Regions from separate parts of the Zea mays genome. Here region 2 is linked to region 1. The links are chromatin contacts, called in public Hi-C maps. All regions are on one chromosome and are shown on one strand. Each heading gives the region's core, a stretch centred on a gene start, on an enhancer-like site or on the middle of the called end of the contact. The rest is flanking DNA. Distances are from core to core; before and after follow the strand shown.

The links. Hi-C and Micro-C count contacts between places; a contact is called where the count stands out from the background.
Region 2: a Hi-C map of ear shows a contact between it and region 1, with 2.1 times the contacts expected there. The contact joins the promoter of LOC100502077 here to the enhancer-like site in region 1. A contact is called at or near these places in 4 of 25 Hi-C or Micro-C datasets (ear, endosperm, leaf and 1 more).

Annotation. Positions count from the first base shown.
Region 1 is chr6:163,838,525-163,844,833 of Zm-B73-REFERENCE-NAM-5.0, reverse strand. No RefSeq gene overlaps it. Among protein-coding and RNA genes, the nearest start is that of LOC100273472, 95 kb to the right of the region's middle. Within about 2 kb of position 3,378, at least 19 of the 20 cell types and tissues checked have an H3K27ac peak or open chromatin away from gene starts, as enhancers often do. A contact at or near this core is called in ear, endosperm, leaf and 1 more, where this site is marked.
Region 2 is chr6:163,999,893-164,006,201 of Zm-B73-REFERENCE-NAM-5.0, reverse strand. LOC100502077 (RING-H2 finger protein ATL66) reads right to left here and starts at 3,429. Exons shown (of 1, transcript NM_001196612.1): 1 at 2,616-3,429. The coding sequence starts at 3,248. The coding sequence ends at 2,718.

The DNA.
Region 1 (6,309 bases), core at 2,129-4,628:
AGCTCAAAAGTTGTCGCTGATGGGATGCAGAGCCAAAATGCCACCTAAATCAAAGGTGAAGAAGCTCCAAAGTCGTTCCTAAGGGGATGCAGAGCTTAAGTACCACCTAAATTACAGGTGAAGAAGCTCCAAAGTCGTTCCTAAGGGGATGCATAGCTTGGCTCCAAAGTCGTTCCTAAGAGGATGCAGAGCTAAAATTCCACCTAAGAAAAAGGTGAAGAGACTCCAAAGTCGTTCCTAAGGGAATGCAGAGTCTGGGTGTGTTTTTCGTGTGAGTGATTATCTTCGACATAAACATCATATCGCATCATTCCATCACATCATTTCGCATAGCATTACATCATACATCATATCACATCAGCAACAAAAATTGTGGAGAGGGAAAGATGTTTCTCCCAAAATATGTGATGGATTATGAAACAATGTGCTGAAGAACAAAGTATACCTTCGACAGATATAATATTACACATCAAGAAAATCTTCGTCAACAACGATATTAAACAACAACTGTGACATAGAAGGAGTGATTTTTTCTTTGCGAAGCATGAAAAGAAAGGAAGGTGTTTTTTCGCCGAAGGCTCAAAAATGGTATGTACACAACTTTCATGCATCACAAAGAAATATATTACATTAATATACATATAAATGTTTGATGTTTGACTCATAGACAAATATTACATCTCCTAGTAAAACAAGAATCTAGTCTTCCTTCAGAACTCTTTTAGCAGCTTCATGTAAAAGTTTGTCGACGACTTCGTCAACAACTTCGTTAGCAATTTGCATAACATCCAAAGCTTCTTTCATAACTGGATCAGCTTCTGGTTTGTATGGCTCCGGTGGTGGAGAGAGGCCGGCTGTAATAAATATATGATGGTGAGTTCTAAAGGTAGAAACGAACAACAAGGCAAAACGTTTAAAAATAAAAGTACCTATAATCATGGCGCGTTCGGCAGTTTCTTCAGCTTGCTTAGCTTCCTCACGGGTGTCGTGAGATTCTTTTTCATTCTTTTTAATGGCTTCGTCAGCCATCTCACATCCGCCCTTCATCCACACATCGGAGTAGAATTTGCCACCCAGGGTAGAAGCTTCAACTGAAGGGTCCTTAGTATTGTCAGCAGAGAGAATGGATTTTGGATGTGCCACGGCCTTGACATGTTCACACCTAGCCTTTTTTAAGATTGTCTCAATCCCTCGGGCACCGGAAAAAGCACAAAAGTCTCTGCGATTGATAAAGATCTCATCGACAGCTTTGGCTTCTTCACCTATCCATTGGATAACCCCTTCGGGATCGCCGCGAATAAATTTTTGTTCTGAAGAATATGCCCCCACCTTCGCAAAGCTATCCTTTAGCTTATTTGCGCAGTCCAAGGATTTTTCATAACGCCTTTCCCTGGAATCACGAAGCTCCTCAACGTTCTTTTCTAGCCTTGAGCTCGTCCATTCATTTATCTCTTGCTTTGCCTTCGCAACTTCAAAATTTTCATTCATTTCAGCAAGTTTTTTCCTTAGATCGTCAACTTTGGCTTTATTAGTTTCGGCTTGTGCATTAAGCCTGGCTTCACTGACTTTTAGTTTATCTACTAAGGAGAGCATAATCTTATCTTTTTCGAGGGCTTCATTCCTCAATGTGATGACCTCTGTCCGAAGGTTCCCAAGTGCAATCTGGTAGCTTTCGTCCTCGGCTTCTTTTTGAGCCCTTAAAGCCTTACTAAGAATTAAGCCCTAATAGCAAAAATACATGTGTGAGAACATAAAAGCAGTAAGAAAATCAATAAACATAACTTATTTGACAAGCAAGAATATCTATACCTTCAAGCTATTATAAGCAAGGCTGTGTGCAAGATCATCCTTCAACATCGCAGATAAGCCATGCTCCAGCTTTGGGAATCCCACACTCTTTGTCATTTCTCGACAAACAGATAACTCATTGTTATCCGGTAGCCAATATAAAAAGTCATCTTCGTCAGTGTCGTTGAATACCAAGGTTCCTGGGGCATACTTCATATCCCTGGCATATTGCCTAGCTTCGGTAATTTGTTCCTCTGTTAGTTTCTTCCCTGCAGCGTGACACACTATAAATTCTAATTCATCAGAAGGTGCATTAGGGGCAGGGAATTCAGATCCTTCGGTAGTATCTTCGTGGATTCCATAACAGCATCCAATACTGTAACACCCTAAAAAACACCTATTTTGGTATATGAGAAAATTCTTTGAAAATCTACAGTTTAAAGTGTCTTACTAATAAACCTATAAATCGAAAATATTTTCCTAAAAGAAAAATGAAAGGATAATATAAATTTTGGTGGAGTATTTGAATATGATGAGGTATTCTTATATAAAGTATACTTTATTGAATTATATGTTTTGTGGCATGGACCAAAGAATTAATATAATTTATACATGCATTCGTGTAGGTGTTTTTGCATGTACACCTGTTCTATTTATTTGAAACTCAGACTTCGATTCAAATTGAATTTGGAATTAAAAAAACTGAAATAGAAAAGAATCAAGAAAACTTTAATAAAAAAACAGATGAAGGAAGACTTACGTATGCCATGCAGCTCGGCCCAGCTTCTCCTAAGCATGTGGCCCACGTCTCCTTCCAGTTTGTTTTTCTTATTTTATTCCTGATACAAGCACAATTCGTTGCTGATTTGCCTGTCGCCTGACCGGACTCCTCCATGGCGAACGACGCGAACCCCAACCTGGTCGTCCCCTGCTTGAGCGTGTTTTCTTCGTCTTCTGCCTCACCTCTAAACCCGTTCGCAAGCCTGCGGTAGCCGACCGCGGATCCTAGGCCATAACCGCTTATCTCAATTCGTTAGGCCGTTTGAGGCAGTAGCTACATGCATGCTGATCTGACCGCGCGTTCCTCGTTGGTTGTTAGCCCCGTCCCCAAGCCTATATAACCTGATGACCTCACCTTCCCCGGTCGCATATCCTAGAAATCATCTGGAGCCGAGCGAACCGCAAGAACTGAGGGTCGTGTGCATCTCGCCGAGAGAGAGAGGGTGAGTCGAGGGTTCTGCTGTCGCAAGAGTATCTTCGGGTGCGCCATGGCGGGGTGAGTATTTTCTCTGGATGTCTCCTCCGCTGCGTGTAGGGCCGTACGAACTAGAGGTTGGGGTGCGGCAAGGTTGACCGGATGCTCCGGTTATGGCTACCGCCGTGGGCAGAGCCAGTGTGCAGCCGCATTTCGTCTAGGGGAGGAAGACAAGTCGCTAGCCGCTAGATCCGAAATAGATGGATAGGATTGGAGCGCTAGGAACCCTCTTTGTTCATTAAATCTGACACGTCGATTTTGATCGGTGTGGCTCTAATCGCGTCTGCTTGTGTTGGCCGTTGGATGCTTGTTGGGCGGACCCGATTAAATCGCGCTATAACCCTTCGTGCGTTGGGTGTGAACCGTCGGATCATGTGCGCGCGGCCAGGAATAGGATTGATGGTTCTGTTAGCTGCTCGGTTTAGATCTAATCAGAACTGTTGAATGGTGATCCAACGGTGCAAAACAGTTGATACCCCTTCGGTCGTGCAATAATTCAAAAGAGACACTGGCTTACCGCGAGGGAGGTAACATGAGTCTACGTTTTTTGCTAGTTTAACCCTGAGTTTGTCTGTAATAATGTGCGCGACCCAGGAATAGAGAAATCTGATATTTAAATATAGAAATTGATTTTTAGTACACAACTAAATATAGAAACTTGTATAATTCATATTTAATTCATTTTAGCTCCAAATCGATCCATTCCGGTTGCAATAATTTTTTTAATATTGTTCATCATCTAGTACCTTTGTTTAGCCATGAAACTTGAATTAAAATTATTCACTTGAATTACTTTATCCTAGGTACTAAATAAATTTAGAAAATCATAATTAATTCATTTTAACTCTATTTCAATCCGTTCAAGTTGTGTTAGCTTCGTATAAATATTTGCTACACAGTAGCAACATTAATCATATGATATCCCATACTTTTATAATTAGGTAACTAATTTGATTAATCTATGTTTTCTGTATTAGCTTTTCTAATATTAATATAGTATTCTGATCTTATAATTATAATTTGACTAAAATATAATCAATAATCAAGTAATAACTTACAATAAAAGTTGGTTTAATTACTTATAGAATATTCTCTCATATGATGAATACTAATCAATTTATAATATAGTTTAATATTTAAATCACGTAGATCTTCCATAAACCTTAACCGTAACTCCGATTTTAATGGTTCTCGAACCCACGATCTCGTAGAGACGCGTAGAATATTCTTATGCAGTTTGTTCTTATGCTTGGTGTGATGTTAATTTTGCCTATACCATGTTTGTTTGTATTGCTACGACTAGCGTGAGGTTACGTGTCATCTGAAGAGCAAGTTGGTACCTGGTATCTCAAGTCGCAGGCAAGTTGTGCCCTTGATCACTTCTTTTTACCCAGTCATGTTCTGATTAATCATAATGATCTGCATAGGCTAATTTTGATGGGACCCAATAGGTTACCCTAGTTTGACTATCTTTATACCTTGTTCACCACTAAATTTTGGGTAGTACCTGCTATTGCTTTATGTGGTTTTGGGTATAGAGATACACATTATTCATGATTATACTTTTATTATCAGTTGTTATTTACTGTTCATGTTAAGATCATTATGTTAATTGGAACATGGAGAACCACCCGGGAAAACAGTGCTACAACAAGGGAGGAATGGGACCCCTTGGCTGACTAATTAGGAAAGCTAATGGAGGACCTTACCCGAAAGGGCAAGGGCAGTAGGGGAGTGGTCGGTGTAGGGAGCTCCTCAGGTTGATTTTGCTGCGATGGCGGTCAGACGAGGGATTCCTGCATTGGAGCCTCCTATAAACTGTAGCGGGTTTTCTGAAGCTAGTGGAACTTTGTAAAGGCCTCGTAGTGTTACCCTGCCTTGCCTCCTCGGTAGAGGTGTATGGGATTGGCCGTCTCTTGGCAGATGGGTAACATGACTTGTGGGTAAAGATGTGCAACCTCTGCAGAGTGTAAAACTGGTATACTAGCCGTGCTCATGGTCATGATCAGCTCGGACACTCACATGATTAACTTATGGAACTAAATTCAATTTGCCATATGCATTGCATCGCATGTGATGTTGTTACTTTTGTTCTACTACTTAATTGGGTTGGTATTTACTTATATTTAGTAACTGCTAATAAATTTTTGACCAACTTTAAAAGCAATGCGCAGCTCTAACCATCATCTTTGGTAAGCCTTACACTTCACATGAGCTCCCACCTTTGGCGAGTTCATGCACATTATTCCCCACAACTTGTTGAGCTATGAACGTATGTGAGCTCACTCTTGTTGTCTCACACCCCCCATAGGTCAAGCACAGGTACCACAGGATGAGGCGCATGGAGGATGCTGTGACGAGTTCGTGAGAGGTCTAGGTCGTCGTCTCCCAGTCAACTTTGGGTTGCTGGACCGTTGTCTCCTTATAATGTAACTATTTATTTATTTTGTACAGAACTCCTGTTATGTAGTAAAGATATGACATTCGATCATGTGCCATGATTCATCATATGGGTGAGACTTGGTCCCAGCACACCTGGTGATTATATTCGTGCCCAGGCTTTGGACCCCGAAACCCTGGTGTGACAAATACACTGGCCATTCTCATCCTCTTTGGAGTTATTGCAACAATATTTTCAACCTTCGGCAGTTCCGCTTCTTGCAATAAATTCATGGCAGTTTTCGGATGTTCCGCTACTGTCTTCGGGATCGGTTCTTCAGCCAATTCCACCCTAGTTTCGGCCGTAGTAGGGTGACCCGGCTCAACAACAGAAGAAGGTCCTTCAGCAAGCTTCGCCACTTTGGTCGTTTCAATGTACATGGGTCGATGCGTAAAAACTTTAACCTTTTCCCCTTCGGTGTAGCAGAGATAGCCGAAGCAGCAGCCTTCCTCTTTTTCCCTGCTTTCGCGAGGGATAGCAATAGTCTGGGTAAACAAAACCAATAACATCAAAAACCCTGTTTAACATTTTCTTGTCTCGCCCTCCGAAGGCAGCCGTCATGGCATCATCTTCGGTCCTTGAGTAGGCACCAAGTAACTCATCGCTAGTTGTTTCGATGGCATCCAGCCAATCGTCATTCGGCTCATCGAACTGGCTCCTGTACTTGAATGTGTACTTCAGATAGACCAAGCCACCTTTGCTGGACTCAGCAGTAGTTTCCTTCGGCACCTCCCACCCACTTGAGAGCGGCCATACTCTATAAGCAATATGCTCTTGGACTAAGTCCCTGAAGCCTATGTAGGTACATACTGTATTATAAGCAACT
Region 2 (6,309 bases), core at 2,180-4,679, 160 kb before region 1:
GATAACCCCATCCTGTTCTCTGTTTTTTTTTTCAAATCCACGCGCATGACATCCAGGCTGAATTTAAATACTGCACGCTAGTGCACTGTGGGGGCAGACAAGGAGCAGAACAGAAACAACATCAGTTCTGATATATCTTTCACCTTTTTCGCCGGAGAGTATCTTCGACCGATCGACTCGCTACCTGCTAGTTCGTTCGCCTGTAGTTTGCTCGTCGAGCTTCATCATCTTTCCGGATCAGAACGAATGTCCCAGCTGGGGGAAAGCGGGAGACCGCATGATGGACAGCGGGATGGGGTTAGTTGCATGCGTGAAAAACTAATCAAGCCGAGACCATAAAAAAAAGAAGAATTGGTCAAGTGCTGGGTGCTGCTCTGTGGCGCCCCCTGTTCCTGATAACTCCCAAGGATCCAGCCAGTATATATACTCCGTATATGCAGAACATCTGGAACTCCATCCAGAATCCAAGTTGCTTCGGGAACCTGCAAGTGGTACTGCTGCCCAATAAAGTTGCTTCACGCCTTCGTGTGCAGATGTGCACGTACCTTGTGCCTGTGCTGCGACAGCCCGAGAAGATGCTGTAGCTCACTTGATCCTTGAACAACATATTATTATTCCATGAAAGCTTTCGGCAATTGATTTTTTTTCACAATTTGTCTCTGCAACCTTATCTGTTATTACCCCGTAGTACTAGTTGCTACCAGTTCAAAAGTTACAGTTTTTTTAAAAGAAAAACAATCAAACATCATGGCCATTATATATATACTATAAAGCTAATATACATCCCGTCATCCTCTCGTTTATTTTTTTCAGCCTTAGCCAAACCCAGCAGAACCGATGGGCCGCCGTCTTACTCCAAGGACCCATGCCCATTTTAGAACGTAAGTGGAGGACAGAAAGGTAGCTTCAATTGCAACTAAGGCTATTCACAATGGGGATTTCATGTCACTGTTTCCAAAAATGACACATCAGATTTATGGATGAATGAAATACCCTCTCTCAATAGAGAGTTTCATCTCACTATTTCATATGTCAACATACTTCTTAAATGCTGCATATGAATAACCAATAGGATTTACTCAATTATATGAAGATGAAACAAAACACTCTCAGTGGAGGTTTCACACAGTTTCCAAGATCTTGGAAACGAGTTAACATGGTTTTATCCCTATGAAACTCCATGAAACTCTTCCTTCTTAAATGATGTGACATGTCATCAAAATAGCTGATGTGGCAGACTAATTAATACATGAAACACCCCATGAAACCTCCATTGTGAATAGCCTAAGCGCTAGCCTCCTGTTTCACTTTGTTGTAGGCAAAACAATTTTGTCAAAATCAATAACCTCGAAATTCTTCTAAAATCTTATACTAGAATAGGAGGGGGGGGAAAAGTACAGCAGTGGAGAAGATGCTGATGGCAAATCTCTAACTTTTAAAATATGCGTAGACGCGAGGTTTGCATTGGTGGCTTCAGATATATGTTTATGATGGCATATTGAAATACTAGTATGTACAAACCATGTTGATATTGGTGGCACGCTTCATCAAAGATACCATTGATTGGAATCGGATTACAATAGGAGCTCCTCCCAGTGGAAAGCGTACTTGAGTCGTTCTCAAATTGGCGCTCATGCCTACCTTTTTCAGGTTTTCCTCTCTCTGACCCTGAAGAGTGTTTGAAGAAGAACAGTTCCAAGGCCAGTTTGTTTCCAGGGTGCCGCAATCTCCGACGTCCATTGTGCGCTGCGCTGCTAGTAGTTTGCCGAGTTGTGGCCTTTAGATTTTATTTCGCTTGTGTTGTTTGTGGCCTTCCAGTTATGCTCTTCTTTAGACTTTACCCAGCTGTGCTTTTGTCGGAAAAGAAAGAAAGAAAAAGAAAACATCTCAATCAAACAACTTACTCAATTGTGTCCAGACCTCTGGCTAGCTTGAGATATTTTTTGAATTAGGAATACACAACTAAAAAAAAATGTAGTAGCTGTAGTACCCCCTAAACCTTGACCTAAATAAAGAAGAACAGCACCATCGATAGTACGAAATCTTGATGCTAGTGTATTTTTTTTTCTAGAACATGTTCATCCCTCCACCTCGCTAGACCATAATTAGATGTACTACTAATATGACTTTAACAATAGGAACAATATATTTAGTTCATGTAGGGCAGAGATATTTGCAAATGCCACTTCTACGGAAGTGCTGTGCTCTGTGGAATCGAAAATAAACACATGGGCATAACATAATCATCGTGTAGTAGTAGTAATACACCGGTACTAGAGAACTTTACGCTAAAACATAGTAGTAGATTCGACCTGAAGCACCACATCGTACCTTAAAATTCTCTCTGGTTATAAATACTCAAAAGCTATGTACAGCTTACACCACTTTTCTCTTGCACTGGTGAGTGGAGAGCCTTGCGCCACAGAGAAACCCCCCGCCCGGCTGATTTGGTCAGGTGACCGACCCCACGCCTGCCTCCAAACAACTCGTCGGACTCGGAGGGCAGCGGCACGCCACGCCACGCCATTGGTGATCAGGCCCTAATAAACCAAGGCTTCTTTAGTCTTTACAAACGCACTCACAACGAGTAGATCTGACGCGGTCTTGGCGGCCGCTATCATTAACTAGTGCGCTGATTTAAAAGCCCGCGGGTGTCGAGGGACGCTGGTAGCTGGGCCCGCTTGTCATGCGACGATCGAAGCGCCTGGCGTTGGCACTCAGACGGCGTCCTTGGCGGCGGCGGCGGCGAGGAGGCACCGGCAGAGCGGGCAGCTGGGCTGGGACCGGAGCCAGGCGTCGACGCAGTCCGGGTGGAAGCAGTGGCCGCACGGCGGGAGCACCTTCACCTTCTCGCCGGCCAGCAGCGCGCTGATGCAGATGGAGCACAGCGCCGCCGCCGGGTCGTCGTCGCCGGCCTCCCCTCGGAGGCGCGGCGACGCGGGCGGGCGGTACAGCGTCACGGGCAGCCCTCGGATGGCGTCGGCGTCGAGGCCGGGGAGCGACGGCGCTGCGGCCGACGACGGGGAGCTGGCGTCCGCCTCCGGGTCGTCGGGCGCGTGGCGGCGGTGGCACCTCCAGCGGAGGTACAGGCACAGCGCGACGAAGAAGACGACGGCGCACAGCAGCCCCACCAGCAGCGGCACCGCGCGCCCGTGCACCGCGAAGTTGCTGTCGCCCACGTCCCCGTACCGCCACCGCATCACCACCTGCGGGCTCCCGCCGCCTGCTGCGGCCTCCTGCGCTGCCATTGTTCGGCACACACCGCTGCCGCTCGCTCACAATATGTGGCAGAGGTGCATGGGACGACGACGACGACGGGGAGAAGCAGAAGGAGCGTCGTCGATCGGTAGCTACTCGCTCGCTCGTGTGTGGTCAAGCTAGGCGGGCGGTGGCGTGTGGTTCGCCGAGGCTGGCGACCGGGCGCGGCCTGAGCGATCACGGTCGCGGGGGTGGCAAGTGCGATGGGGGTGTGGTTATAAAATTTGAAAGCGCCCGGTCCGGTCACTTTTAGGGCTTGTTCGGTTAGCTCCCAATCCACATGGATTGAGTGGGATTGGATGGGTTTAAATCCCAACTAAGTCAAACTCTTTCTTAATTTTTTCCAATCCCATACAATCCATGGGTAACGGGATTAACCGAACAAGGCCTTAAGGTTGGCGAGAGGGCGGAGGCTACCGCGCGCGCCAGAGCCGTCAGCCAGTGGGGTAATGAACCAACAAAAGCCTCGATCCAAACTGACGGCCAAATTGCAAAGTGGCAACAGCGAATGAGCGCTAAATTAAATGGACGGTAAGAATCTCTGGAACTTGATTTGAATTTGAGCGGGGAATAACAGAGATTAATTAAAACTTTGGCTCCAACAATATTGTATCCATGCCGACTGCAGTCATCAGTCCGGCAGTCGGCGTGCCGACGGAACGGGACGGTCGGGTCTCTGTCTGGCTCGTTGGACTGTATCCGGCATGGTTCGTGCGTGGCTTCGTTCTCAGCATGTAGCTCCAAAGATTCGGTCGCTGGTTAGGCTAGAGTTTGGATCTGTAACAGTCACGGTAGACTTGTAGGCGTAAAACTGTACTAGCATGTAGGACTGTTCCGCCGTGGCCGGACCACGGTCAATGCATTCAGGCGAACAATTCCGACCTCCATGGCTCCACCTCCGCTGACTCGACCAGCTGTGAATCGGCACAGGTAGGCATGTGTACATGTACATGTACACGTGGACGGGCGTTTGATCGAGGTCGCTGTCCGTTGTGCCTACAAAACGGGTCTAATACGACAAGGCAACGAATGCAATACACCGCCGCCGAACAGGGCCACGCCTTGCCTTGCCTGGGCCCCCACTTCCTAGGGGCCGTCCCAGTGCATATAGGACCTAGTCTAGCGATAGCTAATAGACAACCAAGTAACGAACGTAAATACGCTAGGGCACGCCGCATTCGCAGTTCCACACACACACACGCGCGATCATCAGAATTCAGGCATCAGACGTTTTGCGCCACAACAAATGCTAGAGCTCAGCGTAGTAGGCAGCAGGCTGTCAAACAAGGCAAACAACATCACCACATGTCACAGGGCTGTAGGGGCACAACATATTATTTATTTCTTAAATATTAATCCATGAATGATAAACCAATACTAGCATGTGTATAACAACTGACATATAACTTATATACATGCATTCTTTTCAATTTCTCTAACAGGTAATTACGCTTAACAAATTACATAAATCAATTTATTTTATTGAAGCCATCATCGATGGTTTTGCATCTAGACAACATTTTCTAAAGCGATCTCTACAATATATTTGGGGTAATAATTTCTCCTATTTTTTAAACCACTCCATTTTTTATTATGATACATAATAATAAAAAATAGCTTTTATGGTATTAGGGTCTTCATTAATAAATCTCACTCTGGACCCCTCAATAAACCACCCTGCCGCCGAATGCAGATAGATAGACGTGGTCCGTCGTCATGGTCTTCCGATCCGTGCATATATGGTTCCCGGCCCCCGAACGTCTACCGTGGCGCGCACACACACCAACACCACCAAATTAAACAAAGGAAAGCTCTTCAAGTTCCGTGCTGATGCAAACTGTGCGTGCAATGCATGCATGCGTGGTTGTCTGTCGATCTGTGCGTTCCAGTAGTTGACGCACACGCATTTTTTTGGGCAAAGGCTTTCCACGGCAGGCCGGATCGACATCGACTGCTGGAAAACAAAGGCTGCAGGAGCTACGGAGAACCCACCGCGTATGGTACGCGCCTGGTACGTGCCTGAGACATGCGACGCTGCGTGCAAAAGAAAAAAAAAAGTGCAACCCACCGCGCGCGGTGTGCATGGTCTGGCGACGCAGGTGCAGGGCCGTTCCTGACTTTTGAGGGGCCCGGGACAAGATTATAAACGTAGGCCCCAACACCATAAAAACTATTTTTTACTATTATATATACTCCCCCGTTTCGTTTTAGTTATCGCTGGATAGTACAAAATTGAACTATCCAGCGACAACTAAAAAGAAACGGAGGGAGTATCAACTAATTATACTTGATGTACCACAGAAAGACTTTAGCAGTAAAAAATATAAGTAAGATTATTACCTTAAATATATTTTAGAGATCAATTTAAAAATGTCTTCTAACATTTCTAGATGCAAAATCATCAATGATGGCTTCAATATTTACATCATCTAATAATTTCTTCTCAATACATAAAGTTGCTAGCCCGTCTAACCTTTCTTGAGACATTGCAAACCTTAAATAATTCTTCAATAACGTAAGCTTTGAGAAGCTCCTTTCAGCTGATGCCACAGTTATTGGTATAGTAAATAATATTCGATAAGCAACAAATATATTGTGATAGCAATCCATTCTCCTAACAAACTCAAAAATATATTGATATAGTAAATAATATCCGTTTCTATCCTATATTCTTATTGGACTTTGTGTGCTGTGGGGCCCCTGTGAGATGGGGCCCAGGTCGGCCGCCCCTCCCGCCCTACCTCAGGCACGGCCCTGCGCAGGTGGAAGCGAACGCTGGCATATAGCTAGCTCGCGCTCACAGAGATGATAAGGCTGAAGGCACAGAGAAAAATATAGATCGCGCCATGGGACCCCTTCCTGCCCAGGCCTGAGTGCGGGTCATCCATATCAACTAGCGGCAGAAATCACCATATCTTTTTGCCAACGCCACCCACGGGATCAATCCTATCCCGTCAATAAATTATTCACGCTAACAACGACAGGGGCACGCCGCTGCGAAAGGACTAATAGTATAGCCCAGGCACCGTGACTTGCGAAAATATCCTGCAG